4 separate regions of the Mus musculus genome follow, and regions 2, 3 and 4 are each linked to region 1. A link is a contact called in public HiChIP or PLAC-seq and promoter capture Hi-C data. All regions are on one chromosome and are shown on one strand. The core of a region is the stretch at or near the end of the contact, and the rest is flanking DNA. Distances in the headings are between cores, read along the strand shown.

What was found. Promoter capture Hi-C pulls out the DNA fragments that hold promoters and counts their contacts. HiChIP or PLAC-seq counts read pairs in DNA pulled down with a chosen protein or histone mark.
Region 2: a promoter capture Hi-C map of neural stem cells shows a contact between it and region 1. The contact joins the enhancer-like site here to the promoter of Fras1 in region 1. A contact is called at or near these places in 11 of 39 promoter capture datasets (the 3T3-L1 cell line, the C10 cell line, cranial neural crest and 6 more), 12 of 115 datasets of contacts at active chromatin or transcription factors (craniofacial prominence, embryonic basal ganglia, embryonic forebrain and 7 more) and 3 of 9 other capture datasets (adipose tissue, embryonic stem cells and macrophages).
Region 3: a promoter capture Hi-C map of liver shows a contact between it and region 1. The contact joins the enhancer-like site here to the promoter of Fras1 in region 1. A contact is called at or near these places in 12 of 39 promoter capture datasets (the 3T3-L1 cell line, 3T3-L1-derived adipocytes, the C10 cell line and 8 more), 1 of 484 Hi-C or Micro-C datasets (nephron progenitors), 9 of 115 datasets of contacts at active chromatin or transcription factors (astrocytes, embryonic basal ganglia, embryonic forebrain and 4 more) and 1 of 9 other capture datasets (pancreatic islet).
Region 4: a contact with region 1 is called in an H3K4me3 HiChIP or PLAC-seq map of neural tube, with 4 times the contacts expected there. The contact joins the enhancer-like site here to the promoter of Fras1 in region 1. A contact is called at or near these places in 13 of 39 promoter capture datasets (the 3T3-L1 cell line, 3T3-L1-derived adipocytes, the C10 cell line and 7 more), 1 of 484 Hi-C or Micro-C datasets (cerebral cortex), 11 of 115 datasets of contacts at active chromatin or transcription factors (craniofacial prominence, embryonic basal ganglia, embryonic forebrain and 8 more) and 4 of 9 other capture datasets (adipose tissue, embryonic stem cells, macrophages and 1 more).

Annotation. Positions count from the first base shown.
Region 1 is chr5:96,372,051-96,375,255 of GRCm38.p6, forward strand. Fras1 (Fraser extracellular matrix complex subunit 1) reads left to right here and starts at 1,905. Exons shown (of 74, transcript NM_175473.3): 1 at 1,905-2,835. The coding sequence starts at 2,763.
Region 2 is chr5:96,728,637-96,732,000 of GRCm38.p6, forward strand. It overlaps Fras1 (Fraser extracellular matrix complex subunit 1), which reads left to right. Exons shown (of 74, transcript NM_175473.3): 50 at 1-36; 51 at 2,953-3,066. Gm32995 (a long non-coding RNA gene) reads right to left here. Exons shown (of 6, transcript XR_389342.3): 6 at 459-1,554. Among named protein-coding and RNA genes, the nearest start is that of Gm32995, 8.9 kb to the right of the region's middle. Within about 2 kb of position 1,740, at least 2 of the 459 cell types and tissues checked have an H3K27ac peak or open chromatin away from gene starts, as enhancers often do. A contact at or near this core is called in neural stem cells, where this site is marked.
Region 3 is chr5:96,644,090-96,647,151 of GRCm38.p6, forward strand. It overlaps Fras1 (Fraser extracellular matrix complex subunit 1), which reads left to right. Exons shown (of 74, transcript NM_175473.3): 24 at 989-1,129; 25 at 1,739-1,879. Among named protein-coding and RNA genes, the nearest start is that of Gm52781, 62 kb to the right of the region's middle. Within about 2 kb of position 1,717, at least 2 of the 459 cell types and tissues checked have an H3K27ac peak or open chromatin away from gene starts, as enhancers often do. A contact at or near this core is called in liver, where this site is marked.
Region 4 is chr5:96,711,071-96,714,060 of GRCm38.p6, forward strand. It overlaps Fras1 (Fraser extracellular matrix complex subunit 1), which reads left to right. Exons shown (of 74, transcript NM_175473.3): 45 at 1,307-1,495; 46 at 2,908-2,990. Among named protein-coding and RNA genes, the nearest start is that of Gm52781, 5.2 kb to the left of the region's middle. Within about 2 kb of position 1,426, at least 8 of the 459 cell types and tissues checked have an H3K27ac peak or open chromatin away from gene starts, as enhancers often do. A contact at or near this core is called in neural tube, where this site is marked.

The sequences.
Region 1 (3,205 bases), core at 655-3,154:
CAGTGAGGCCAGGTGAATTTGAAGAGACAAGGATGGGGCTGATCAAAGAAGATACTGTGGGATATGGTGACAAAAGTTACGGGATGTGGGCATATGAAAAAAACAGTATTAAGGATATAGAATTCCCTGTGAACCAGGATTCTAGTGCTCTTGGAGTGAGAACCCTTGGACTATTTGCTCCTGGGGTAGAGAGAAGACCATGGGAGCTGGTGGAGGGCTTCTGGTGAAGGGGAGGGGACATTTTATGAACAATTTGTTAAGAACCACAAATGTAGTATATGACAATACCTCGTGGTAATGCTCCCGTCTCTCCCTTCACCTTTTTCTTTTTAAAGATTGTTTTCCTTTAGCAAGTCCAAAAGATGGTTTGAGACCCCTTTGGGTGCCACAGTTCTATGCTTTCTTAAAAATGAAGTCAAATAGTTTATTCTAGGGAAACCAGCTGTCTTAAGTTACTCCTAGTCAGTGGTGGCTACAGAAAAAGTGTTTAGGAGGGGTTAGGAATTGTTAGGGTGTATCCACCTGAATTTGGACAGTACTTTCCATTGGTCTGAGAAAATAGTTTCTAGAGGAAGAGGGGGAAGTGGGAGGAGGGAGGACTCAGGTTCCATCCAAGCTGTGGCTGAACTCTGGCGGTGATGATTACTGGCTTGATTCAGTTCATTCTTTCAACTAATGTTTACAGAGTCCCCATATGTGCTTCAAATACAGAGATAAAACCGCTCTGTCCCCACAACGGCTCTGGGAGGCATCGAGGAATTGCTGGGCGATTCCTAAGTCCTTTGAATACTCAACAGCCACACCCAGGTTAATCAAATGTTTCGGTGCCTAAGTGGTGATAGTTACAGGGACCCTTCAGTTTCATTTCATCCTCTTATTCTAAAAAGCAAGGAATTCAAGTACTACTGGCATGCTTTAGAACATGGGCCTTCCCTATGATCGTCAGCAATATTGGAGTCTACTAAGATCCCTGCCCACCACCCTGAATAGCTCGGTGTTCACTGCCACTTCAAACTCCTTTCTGGACAGTCTAGCTGTCACAGCTCTGCCAAGACAGAGAATCTTTTCTGTCTGGCCTTCGAAACCCAGTCTGTATCTCTCCCGTGTAACCATCCCCAGTTACAAAATGATCAAACCTGGACCAGCTATTTTTATTTAGTCCTCTAAAAATAGCTATCACTCAGTACTGGCTGGAAACCAGACCCCACCCTATCCCTCAACTACCTCCAGTGTGCACACCAGGATGCTTTTGCCCTGACATTGGCTTCCCAGTCTTTGACATTTGGAGGCGCAGCTGGACTCACCCAGACTGTGTGGTGTTTTCATCTTTTAGGAAGCTGTAAAGGTGCACTCACCGTGGGAATCTCAACCTAGAACACACGTGCCCCAAGACTGCTAGGTTGCAGGGAAAACCCCTGAGGGTCCAAAATGCGAAGATGGCCAGTCAGCTCTGCTTCAGGCTCTGTGTTCAGCAGCAGTGGGCATGACGAGAGGTGGAGAAGTAGCAGTTAGGACTTGGGTGTGAGCACCCTGTCCCCAACTAGCCTCTCCTGTGGTACCCTCAACAGTGTCTGAATGGAGACCTAACCTCCTGTTTCCACCCGCCCTCGGTGTGACCACTTTTGATCCCGCCTCAGACAAAGCCAATGCAACTCCTGCAGGATGAATAAGGGGATCAGGTTGCTCTCTCGCCTTCCCCCACCCCCTCACCGCGGCTCCCCTTCCCCACGTGACTCTCTGGAATCTTTGCCAAAGCTCGTAGTCTCTGAGTCCATTTTCACACCCAGCAAAGGAGAGAGGAAGGAGGCGAGAGAGGCTGAGGAAGGCGGAGCGTGCGTGCTTTAAATGCGAGGATCCACTCGGGGACTTATCCTGTGCGTTTCCAGGCCCCTCATCTGGGGAGCATTGAGTTCGGAGGGGTCTTTTCCAGCCTCTCTCTTTCCTCCTTGCATCTACAATTATGGCTCCACCTCCACTTGGGTAATCGCACCTCCGCCCTGCAGCGCAGCTCGGGGTGCACGGTGCGGGGAGGTGGGCGTCGGTGTGGAGCAAGCCGCGCCCCTCTGCCCTCCTCCTCTCGGCGAGGGGCGGGCGCGAGAAAGTGGCAGCAGCGCCCCCCGCGCCGCCTTCCGCGCGGAGCTCTGGAAGCGCCTGCAGCAGCCGGGCGGCGTGGTGCGGTGCGGCTGCAGCGCCCCCGAGTCCCGGAGCTCCTGCAGGGCCGCACAAAGTTTGCAACCAGCGGCCCTGCACCGCCCAGCTCCCCGAGCGCTGCTGTAGCCCGGCCCGGCGTGTTCGCGGGGACCCGCCTCGGCCGATGCTACACGGACAGACGGGGGCGTGCCGAGAGAACTTTGAAAAGCTGCCGAGGAGGAACCTGCTCCTGCAGCTCGCCAGTTGGGGACCTCCGGAGGAACTGGTCTAGCCCGAGGCAATGCTGCGGAATCCCAGCAGCCGCTGACCTGCAACTTTCCTGCTAGTCTTGGCGGCGATCTGAGCTTTGCCTCCTCCTCGCAGCCTCGGCTCACGTTGGTGGCCGCTCTGCTGGAGAACCCAGTGAGCCTCGGGGCTGACTGAGTGTTACTGTCGGCCGCATCCTTCTGCGGTCCACCCGGCCAACCTCGGCTCCCGGCCCAGCAGCCAGCGCTTCCCCAGTGTCTGTGCGTCCCGGTTCCCGGCGCCGGCGCCACAGCCTGAGGTTTGGCAGAGAGCAGGTTCTTGGATGCTGAAGGCTGGGATCTTCCTGCGAGAGTGCCGCGGCGGCGATGGGTGTCCTCAAAGCGTGGCTCGGGGTGGCCCTAGCGCTGGCGGAATTTGCAGTATTGCCTAATTGTGAAGGTAAAAAAGAGCGGAACCCCGTGTGAGTTCGACTGTGCAGTTTAAGACACTCAGCCGGGTTTAGTGCTGTGGGTTGTTGGGTGGAAGTTTTGATTTGAGGCGATAGGTGGACACGGAGTGGATTTCCTTTTCAGCTGAAATCCCCACTCCTGGTTTCTCTTGCGGTCAAACCTCAGCCCGGCCACGGCCTCCTCTTTGCTTTTTGCGGGTGGGTGGCCTTTTGAGGTGATATTTCTGAACCCGGATGAATCTTCCTTCCACTTCTACCCTACTCCTCAAGGAAAAGCAACTACTCGGAACCTAGGTGAGAAGCGAGCAGTTGCTCTCACTTTTGTGGAATAAAATCCTCACCCAAGCTCCACTGTTCTAT
Region 2 (3,364 bases), core at 490-2,989, 360 kb after region 1:
AACCCCTTCTTTATCATTGAGGAGGGAGGAGAAGAGGTGAGGGCCGGTGCTGAGGAGGCCTGGCAAAGCAGTCAGAGGCCACATGGGGATGGTTGCACACAGCACAGTACTGAGTTCTTACTCTGCTAAAATTAACTACACTGTCCCTGGACAAGTCATTTCTCTTAGGTCTTGGTTTTTCAAGACAATGGCACAATAATTGAGGCTTCTAGTGCCTTATCTAAACACCAAAGGGGACAGTTCTGATAGAGTGACTGCTAGTGAGCCCCAGTAAGACAGAGTGATGGTCACCAATGTTACTCTTTATTTTTGAGTTTTTCTTCCATATGATATTTCTATGTCACATGGCTCTATTCTCTCTCTCTCTCTCTCTCTCTCTCTCTCTCTCTCTCTCTCTCTCTCTCTCCCCCCTCTCTCCTCTCCCCTCCCCCTCCCTCTCCTCCTCTCCCCATGTGTGTGTGTGTGTGTGTGTGTGTGTGTTCTAAGACTCCTCATTCCAACCAGTCACTGAGAGTTTCTCGCTCTCAAGAGGATTTTTACCAGTTTTAGTCCTGGCTCTGCCACTTGGCTGAGTGTCTTTGTAAGTCATGTTCCTTTGAAAGCCTCAGCTTCCCTATCTATGAAATGGAGGTAGTTCCTCCTCTCCTAAGTTCATGAGGTCCTCTGTCCCATGGCAGACCCACAGAAACATCAGAGAATGTCTACATTCATCTTCATCATTACCATTTTAGGATCAGCCTGTGTATCCTATAAGATGCCTTGCTATTGAGGTTGAGCGACTTCCCAGGTTTTCTCTTTCCAAGATTGAGGGAAAGGGAGCTGGGGAGATGATTTGAGTTTGAAAGCCTTTGCTGTGTGGTTTTGAGCACCTGTCTTCAGTCTCCAGAACCAATGAGTAAAGCTTAGCATGGTGGGGTGTGCTTGTAGTTCCAGCACTGGGGAGACAGAGACAGGCTCATCTCTAGAGCCAGCCTAATCTAATGAGCAATCCCCAGGTTAGCTACTGAAGAACAATACCTGAGGTTGACTTCTGGCTCTACATGCACACACACACACACACACACACACACACACACACACACACACAAGTGACGTATGTGTGAACTCCTTACCCACCGCCTTGTGTACCATTTGCTCAGTACTTTGTTCATTAACAGAACTTGCCATTCCATGAACTCCCCCTGGAGTCACTGCATCTCTGGTAGAGGGTGGGCTGGGGACACCCCAACACCCTACACACCTATGTCCAGCTCCACAGAAGCAGTGTTGGAGAACGGTGTGCACAGAGCCTGCTGTTCCTCCAGGACAGAAAGGGTCTTTCTCGCTCCTGGTGAGTTTCTGTCCTTCACTGGTGGGAGACGATTACACTCCTGGAAAGGACATCAGCCTGTGTCCTTCAGAGACCCAGAAGGCCATCCTGGGCTGCTCATCACATCTGCAGTGGCTTTTGGGATTCCTCTGCCCTGCGTGCATCTGCTCTATCTGTTCGGTGGCGACGCCGGGCAGGCTATCACTTTGTCCTTTTCCCACTGTAGCTGCTTCTGATTAGCTTGACTTTCAAAGGAGAAACATAAATCAAAATATGTCAGCAATGGATACCTTCTTAAAAACCTAGTGGTCAGAGCAAGCCTTCTGAGGAACCCTGTCACTTTAAGAAATGGAGATTGTGTAGAAGGTGGGTTGAGAGAGACAAAAAGCTAGTAAGTAGCTCACTGCCCTGTGTTGCAGCTGATACACACTCACAACAAGCCACGATGCATGTATACTGTCTAAAGACTGGTCTCTCTTTCTCTGGGGATAGAATTAAAATGTAAAATCCCTTCCACCATTCATTCCCATAACTGCTTTTCTTCTTGTGCCTCTTACCCACAGAGAGAGCACTGTCCTTAAAGCAAACAAGAACAAAACCAGGCAAAGAAAAGAAAAGGAAAACCCTTTGTGCTTAGAAGCTTCCCTCCCTGTCTGAGCTGACCCCACCTGGAGCCTTCAGCATTAACATTTTAATGATGCTGCTTGCCAGCCTCTCATGAAAACTTTAACACAAGATACTGAGAGAAAAAGTAGCTGTGTATTGTTTCATCTTAGGCAAGGTTGTTTCTTTTTGTAGTTAATTTTTAAAATTAGTGTACAGGGTAATTGGTTTCCAGCATTTTTCATATATGTATGTCTTTCCACTTTGTTCTTTTTCATACTCCCCACTGGCCTGCCTGGCTTCCTCTCTTGGAGGTCCCTTCTTCCCCAAAGGTACCACCTTCTGCTTTCATGTGACTGACGTGTATTGCAGCATCCCCTCTTGATGCCCCTCCCTTTAGACCTATTTTTGTCCTCTCATGGTCCCCTTTCTACTTCCCTGTCAGTTACATAATTTAAAATATAGAACCTGACATGAGAGAAAACATATTTATTGTTTTAAATCTAACCATTGTGACATCCACTAAAGAAGACTTAAGTGTACCCAAGCACAATATTGGTAGTCCCGTTGACTATGGGGATTGAGGCAGGAGGGTTACTTGAGCTCAGAAACTCAAGGCCAACCTAAATAATGTTGCATGATGCCATATTAACACATGCACATACAAGAAGCACACATACATACACACAAACATACTTGCTGCACTCATTCACATGCACACACATATGCAGTCACAAAGGCATGCACTCACAAGTATACACAAATGCACGTGTGTATACACACACACACACACACGTAAAAGCCAACATCTACAGTAGATGAGGCTGAGCAGAGATATCCTTGCTTTTTGTTTCTGTGCACATGTTAGACTCACCCTGTCAGTCACTTCTCCCTGAGGTCTAATGGCAGTTGTGATAAGAGGTGAAAGCTAGCTGTGCTCTGTCTCTGACATGTGCACAGAGTTTGGAAATTGCAACATTTAGGTACAGTGTTTGGGAAACTCCAGCATCAAGGATGAGTGCTCTTCTCTCCCCCTGCAGATCATGACAGCAGCCCCTCAGCAGTTCCATGTGGACATTCTCCCGGTGGATGACGGCACCCCCAGAATTGTCACCAATTTGGGGCTCCAATGGCTGGAGTATATGGATGGCAAGGTATGTCATATCCTACCTACCATATCCTCTGCTCAGTGCTCAGGGTAGGCTAAGTCCTCATCACGATGCTATTTAGAAACAGACTAGCAGCTCACCCACCACTCTCGTGACCTGGCTTTCCTAAGACCGGTGAACCCAAAAGTTTGGTTAGGCTTCTCCATCTATTAAATCATTAGCATCAGTTAGCTTGTGATATTAATATAACCCTACCACCCTACACAAAGAGCCTCCAAATATAGCAGGTCAAATAAGAGAGTCATTTCTTAATTGTATACCACATGTGATGTGAAAGTGTTTG
Region 3 (3,062 bases), core at 467-2,966, 270 kb after region 1:
ATGATCATGTAATAGACTTGCCCAACCTCAAAACTCATGTATTTCACCCGGCTATGCCTTCCTATCATCCAGGTACCCGCCCTCAAAAGACCCCCTAGAACATTGCCTCTCAAACATGAGCTCTCTAATTGGATCAGTGTTTCCGGGGACATCAAAACCTCCAGCTACAAACATGATCATGATTATAACAGCAAGACTACCAGTGAGGGCAGTAGCTTGCTTCTCTGTGCCCCAGCCCCCAGGACTCCTGACTCAATGCTGAGCCTGATAAGTATGTTTTAACAATGTCCCTGGACTGCTGAGGTCCACATCCTAGACTGGTCTTACTGCAGCAGAAACTCCTTGTCTCACTTTTATGTTCTCCCCATGCAGTGAACTGTGCCCTTACAGGCGCTTGTTGAACAGAGAAGCATTCAAACTAGTTTGTTCTGCCCTAAATGAGGTCTTCCATCGTGCACTAATCCCCTTCTTTCTGGAGAGTCCCTTTATACCTCGTTTGTTCTTTCTACCACACTGTCTCCATTAGGCTTTCAATGGGTCTGGTGTCATGGCAGCAGCAGAATTCTTAGCTATGTCTCTGATGTCTCTGAGTATTTGGAGGAGGTCAGGGATAGGTCTGTGGGGCAAGCCTGCTCCCTGGGAGTGGTCTGGCATAAAGAACTAGGGTGGCCCAAGGCTGAAGTACTCAGGTGCCTATGGAATAAAGCCAGGTGGATCCGGCTCTACAGAAGCCCTGTTGACAAGTAGGCTCTGCACAGGCTTGAACTGTTCCTTGTGCATGCCTGTGTCTGACACAATTAGGAAATGCTAAACCTCGAGAAGCATTTAAAGGCCTACAAGCCGGGGCCTCGTTACAGCTCGCTCATCTGACATCTCTGTGTTGTCCCTACTTTACCTCTTACAGCTACAGACAAGTGGCCTCCTAATAGTTTGCTAGGACTGATGGGAGACAGAATAGAAGCTGCTCTAACATAGGCTTTCTTTCTAGAGTGTGACTGGAGTTGCAACGCCTGTACTGGGCCTCTTCGAACAGACTGTCTGCAGTGCATGGACGGCTATGTTCTCCAGGATGGTGTGTGTGTGGAGCAGTGCTCACCACAACACTACCGGGACTCCGGCTCCTGCAAGCGTAAGTGTCAGCCTCAGGCTTTTAAGGAGCCGGCAAGGTATTCTTCTGGCTTTTCTACACCTCCTGGTTTCCTTCTTCAGCAATGTCTCTGCTATCAGTGACAATTTCCTTTTTCCTTTTCCCATGCCTTAGTAGAACACAAGCTAAAATCTGCTAGCAGTATGACAACCATATAGTTAAGTGGCCACACAAACATTTCTCTGAACCATTAATTTTAGATTTCCTTAAACATTTAACAATCCTATTCTCAAGATGGGAAGCTCTGTATACCTAGAAATTTGAACCACCAGAAAGACTGATAATTAATTACAATAAAAATAAATATCTGCTAATTATTTTTGTGTTTGTCTAGTATTTTCTATAATCTGATACAAATTCCATGGGAGGAGTTCGGGATGTTATTCTCACTTCTGAGATATAGGAAGGGCATGGTAGAGAGGCTAGCCCTGAGACCTCCACTGACACAACCAGGAGCCGGGCTCTGTCACTCTTGTTGACACACTTTGCCCAGCGTATGGGTCCCATTGCTTCATGACCTTTGCCATAAGTGCCCAGAGTCCACTTGGAAAACCCGCATAGATGCCTGTTGACTTGACTTTTGTCTTTCAGGCTGTGACAGCCACTGTGTTGAGTGCCAGGGTCCCCATGAGTGCACACGCTGTGAAGAGCCCTTTCTCCTCTTCCAAGCCCAGTGTGTCCAAGAATGTGGGAAAGGATACTTTGCAGATCATGCCAAGCACAGATGCATAGGTGAGCTGGGTCTTTGCTGAGTGCTTTGGGAAGAACTTGGGCCAGCCAGCAAGTCGTCTGCACTGATTCTCATGTAACCAAGACCATCTGACATAGAAGCAGAATAAAAGCCAATGAGCTTGGCCTAAGTCATTGATTGCTTCCTATGTACTTATGCCAAATGCTGGTTAAATAGAATACAGGAAGCCAGACTGATAATTCTCTTGTACGAATCAATATTGTTCCTAAAGGTCTTTGTAGAAATGAAGCCAGCATTTTATGGAATGCAAAGCTTATATTGAATGCCTGTGAAGTACCCATTAAAAGTGGATCAGCTATATTGGTGTGGATGTAGAACGTTCAGTATGTAGACTAAATCGCTCATGACCCCAGTATTGATATTATATCCTTAAGGAATAGGATTTGGGCAATCGGTTAGTGAGAAATACTGGTGCTTTTACTACTAGACTGAAGTTAAGCCCAAAGTCTTAACCTTGCCTATGGAATCATCTCAGAAGAATTCCTACCTGCTGTCACTTCTATTGAAACCTGTTGCCTGGCGCATCCACTAGGAAGAATACTTGATGTAGAATAATAGTGCACAGGTAACATGGGGTCTTTTCTGAGTGCTTGGGGAAAAACTCCCTTGAGTTTTATATGTCCCTAGATTGTTTTCATCTCTAATGTCCCATTTAATATCCACAATGACGTTGTGAAACAAAGACATGGTAGATAGAGAGTATCCTGTTCTGTAAGCATGAAAATCAAGGCAGCTTTGAAGAGTTAAGGCAGCACATTGCGCCCTAGATCTCTGATTCAAGTTTAAAGCCCTAGCCCTGTGCTACATAGCTCTACCATAATAAATCCCAGCCTAGGAAGCAGGACAAGTGGACGTGGAGCACTCTGTCTTTCAAAGGTTATCAACTTGATCAAAAGAAGAAGAAAGCCCTAAGGTACTTTTAAGAGCTAGCTCTCTGAGTGAGGTTAATACTTACCGTCACTATTCTCATTCTCGGGTGACACAGCTCTCACAGTAATAATGCTATGGTATGGAAGAACAGTGAGCCCTCCTTGTGTGCCTGACACTTCAGACTGTAATGCTTGTATTCCTCCAGACTACCGTCTGTATTAGGCGCTATTTCTACCCTTATTATTAAGACAAGAACCCAGACTGTAAAAGACAGTTCAGGGTCACAGTTGGTAA
Region 4 (2,990 bases), core at 176-2,675, 340 kb after region 1:
AAGAACCCTGGCAAGATTTTTTAAGACTTTAATTTTTAAGAAAATTGAAAAGGCACAGAAGAGCAGTTGGGAGGCTACTTGGAGTTAAGAGGTTATGCAAATAATTGACAATCACTTTGTATGCCATTCTGGCATCAAACTGTCAGACTTTTGCTGTGTTTTAGTAGCCTTAAAGGCGCAATGATAGATATTAGTCTTGGATATGCTATACTGTAGGAAGTTAACAGTGAGTGGGCCTTTGACTAGAGTTTCTGTGCACCAGAACTCTGTAGTTGTTTATTTTAGTTTCCCATATGTTTTGTATTGAAAAATAAGCACGTGGTATAATAAAGTCTGCAGTTTTGAGAGTTACCAAAGCCTCTATAAATTGGCATTTTGCTACTTACAAGCAAAGTAGTCTGTTATTGTTTCATGGGCTCTTGGAGAAGACATGATTGGTTTTTTTTTTTATATCGAACTTCAAATCACTCTGTCCTCTAAGCCTTGTGGTGTATTGCAGAGGGACAGCAGGGGTGACATCACATGCACTGGGATACATGACACATGAGGAACTTTGCGCTTGGGATATAGCATATCGTGTCAAGCACCGAGTCAGTCAGATCTTTGTCTGGAGGAAGACATTGTCTTGTCCCTCAAGGCTACTTACTGGGTGGTCTGGGTAGAGTGTGAAAGGTCACATTTTTGGGAGAAGGGGCAGTGTCATTCCAAACACCAAGACATGTATGGCATGGATGTTGAATGTTGACATCACTGGTATTTGCTGTTTTTAAGACAGGAATGTAGCTGGGCAGGAAGCTAAGGGCAGGGTTCTGAGAAGTGTTCCCATGGTGGGTGTCTTGCCTCTGTCCCCAGTCTCCACACAGACCCTAAACCTGACCCCTCTGCTCAGTTTACCTTCCGACTTGAGGAACACTGATTTTGACAGTTTAGTCCAAGATGACAATGAGAGATGCTCATGAGCTCAGGTACAGCTGGTGCTTGCTGATTTCGTTATTCTCCAGACAGCAAATAAATCAAATTGAAGCAGGTTTCTTAAATGCAAGGCCTAGATGTATGTGCTTCATAGAAGTAGCTGTTGTTGCTAGGTTCCACGTGGAGGCTACTATAAGGGCATGAGCAAGAGTAAAGAGGACACGAGCAAAGAGCATAGTTCTACATGATTTTCTTTTGGGGAAATTAGTGTTTACTCAGCTGGAAATGGAAGCAGAAAAATGCCTGGTATGTACTCTGGAGTAATGTGTGTCACTTAGTGTCCCGTTTGAAGGAAAGATGGAGAATGACCTTTCTCTCTTCCGCTCTCTCCCAGGGTCCGTAGCACGCATCACAGAGCAGCACTTGAAAGCAACAGACACTGACTCTGAGGCCGGCCAGGTTGTATACATCATGAAGGAAGACCCTGGTGCAGGGCGTCTGCTGATGGCTAAGGCTGACAACCTAGAGCAAATCTCTGTTAGAGGCCCCATCCGGAGCTTCACCCAGGCAGACGTTAGCCAAGGTCAGCCTGTTCTCTCAGCCTGTCGAAGCTTCCCAAAGTCTGTCTGCTATAACAAAGTGGGAGCTAAGTGCCTGGCAAGCCTGTGGCAGGAGCCTGTGCTTTCTTTGTTTTCAATGCGAGCTGAGTTATAGCTTCATTTATTTTTCTTTGTCTCTCTTTTGTTTTAAAAAATGGAGAGGGGATTATTTTTCTAGGCCAGAGAAATGTATTTTCTGAGAAATCTGTGTCTATTGTAAAGGGGGGGGAAGTGTCAGATTGAATGCTGTGTTGCTAAAAGGATGTGTGAGAGAGAAAAAACAAAAGGAAGTGTGTTGGGATGGATGATGGTGAAAATTATGCCTTCCTTAGGTGAGCAATTTATATCTCTGCCCGGCTCCCCAAGAGCACCAGTTAATGAACTAGGTTAAATGGAAGAGCATAAATCGGAGCTGCCTAGGGGAGATTACATGCCTCATCCCTCCTTCAGAAAATGCTGATGTAACGCAAAGACATAAATGTTGAGTGCTACATAGCTACTGTACAGTGCTTTCGGGGGTAGAAAAGGAAAAAACATCATAGATGGGAGGAGAAATGGCTCAAAGCCATGTGACCCAGTGCAATTCCTTCTAGAGGGAGAAATATGGCCCCAGGAGAAGAAGTATGGGCTCTGACAAAGTACTGACACACCTAAACTGAGAGCAGCTAGATGCTCACTGGATCTGTGGGTCGGCAAGGAGGTGCAGTAGACAACAGGATGGCATAGTTATTTAATTCTTGCATTCCTCAGTGTCCCCTTGTGAAAAATGAGGGCAGGCAGTCCTTTGCAGGGCTTGGTTCTGTTCACACTGATGGGTCCAGGCACATGATGTATGTCAGCAAAATGGGATGCCCTGTCATTCTTCCTTTGGATCCTTCCTGACCTCTTTGTGTAGATTATGTGCTAGCTTATCTATTGGTTGGATACAGCCCATGCTCCAGGCAGTGGGAATGGAAGATCCCTGGAGAGGTGGGCTGCAGGCCTGCCCTCTCTTGCCTTGTGATGTGGATTTATTGGAGGGTGGCTCCAAATGATGTGGCTGGGGTCAGTGCCGTGTGCCCATATGCAGCCTCATTTACCTAGGTACTCATGAGACCACCTCAGAAGCCAAGCTAAAGACTTCAGAATAGCTGAGCCCTACCAGAGGAAATGTCATGTGGAGGAAATTTGTTATGAGGAGCCTTTAAGGTATAAGGAAGTTGGTGGTAGGAGAGGAAAGAGAGGGAATGAGACTTTAGATTAAAATGTCAAAAATGGCACCTAGGTAAGGAAGGTGTGAATTGATTCCTCGGTGTGAATACCAATTGAAGTATTCTACCTCTCGATTCAGAAATGAGTAGCTAAAGGTACTTATAACTAATCTGGGTTTTTTCTTCCTTCCTTCTCTATTTTATAGGGCAGATAGAATACAGCCATGGACCAGGAGAACCTGGTGGGAGCTTTGCTTTTAAATTTGATGTGGTTGATGGGGAAGGCAAT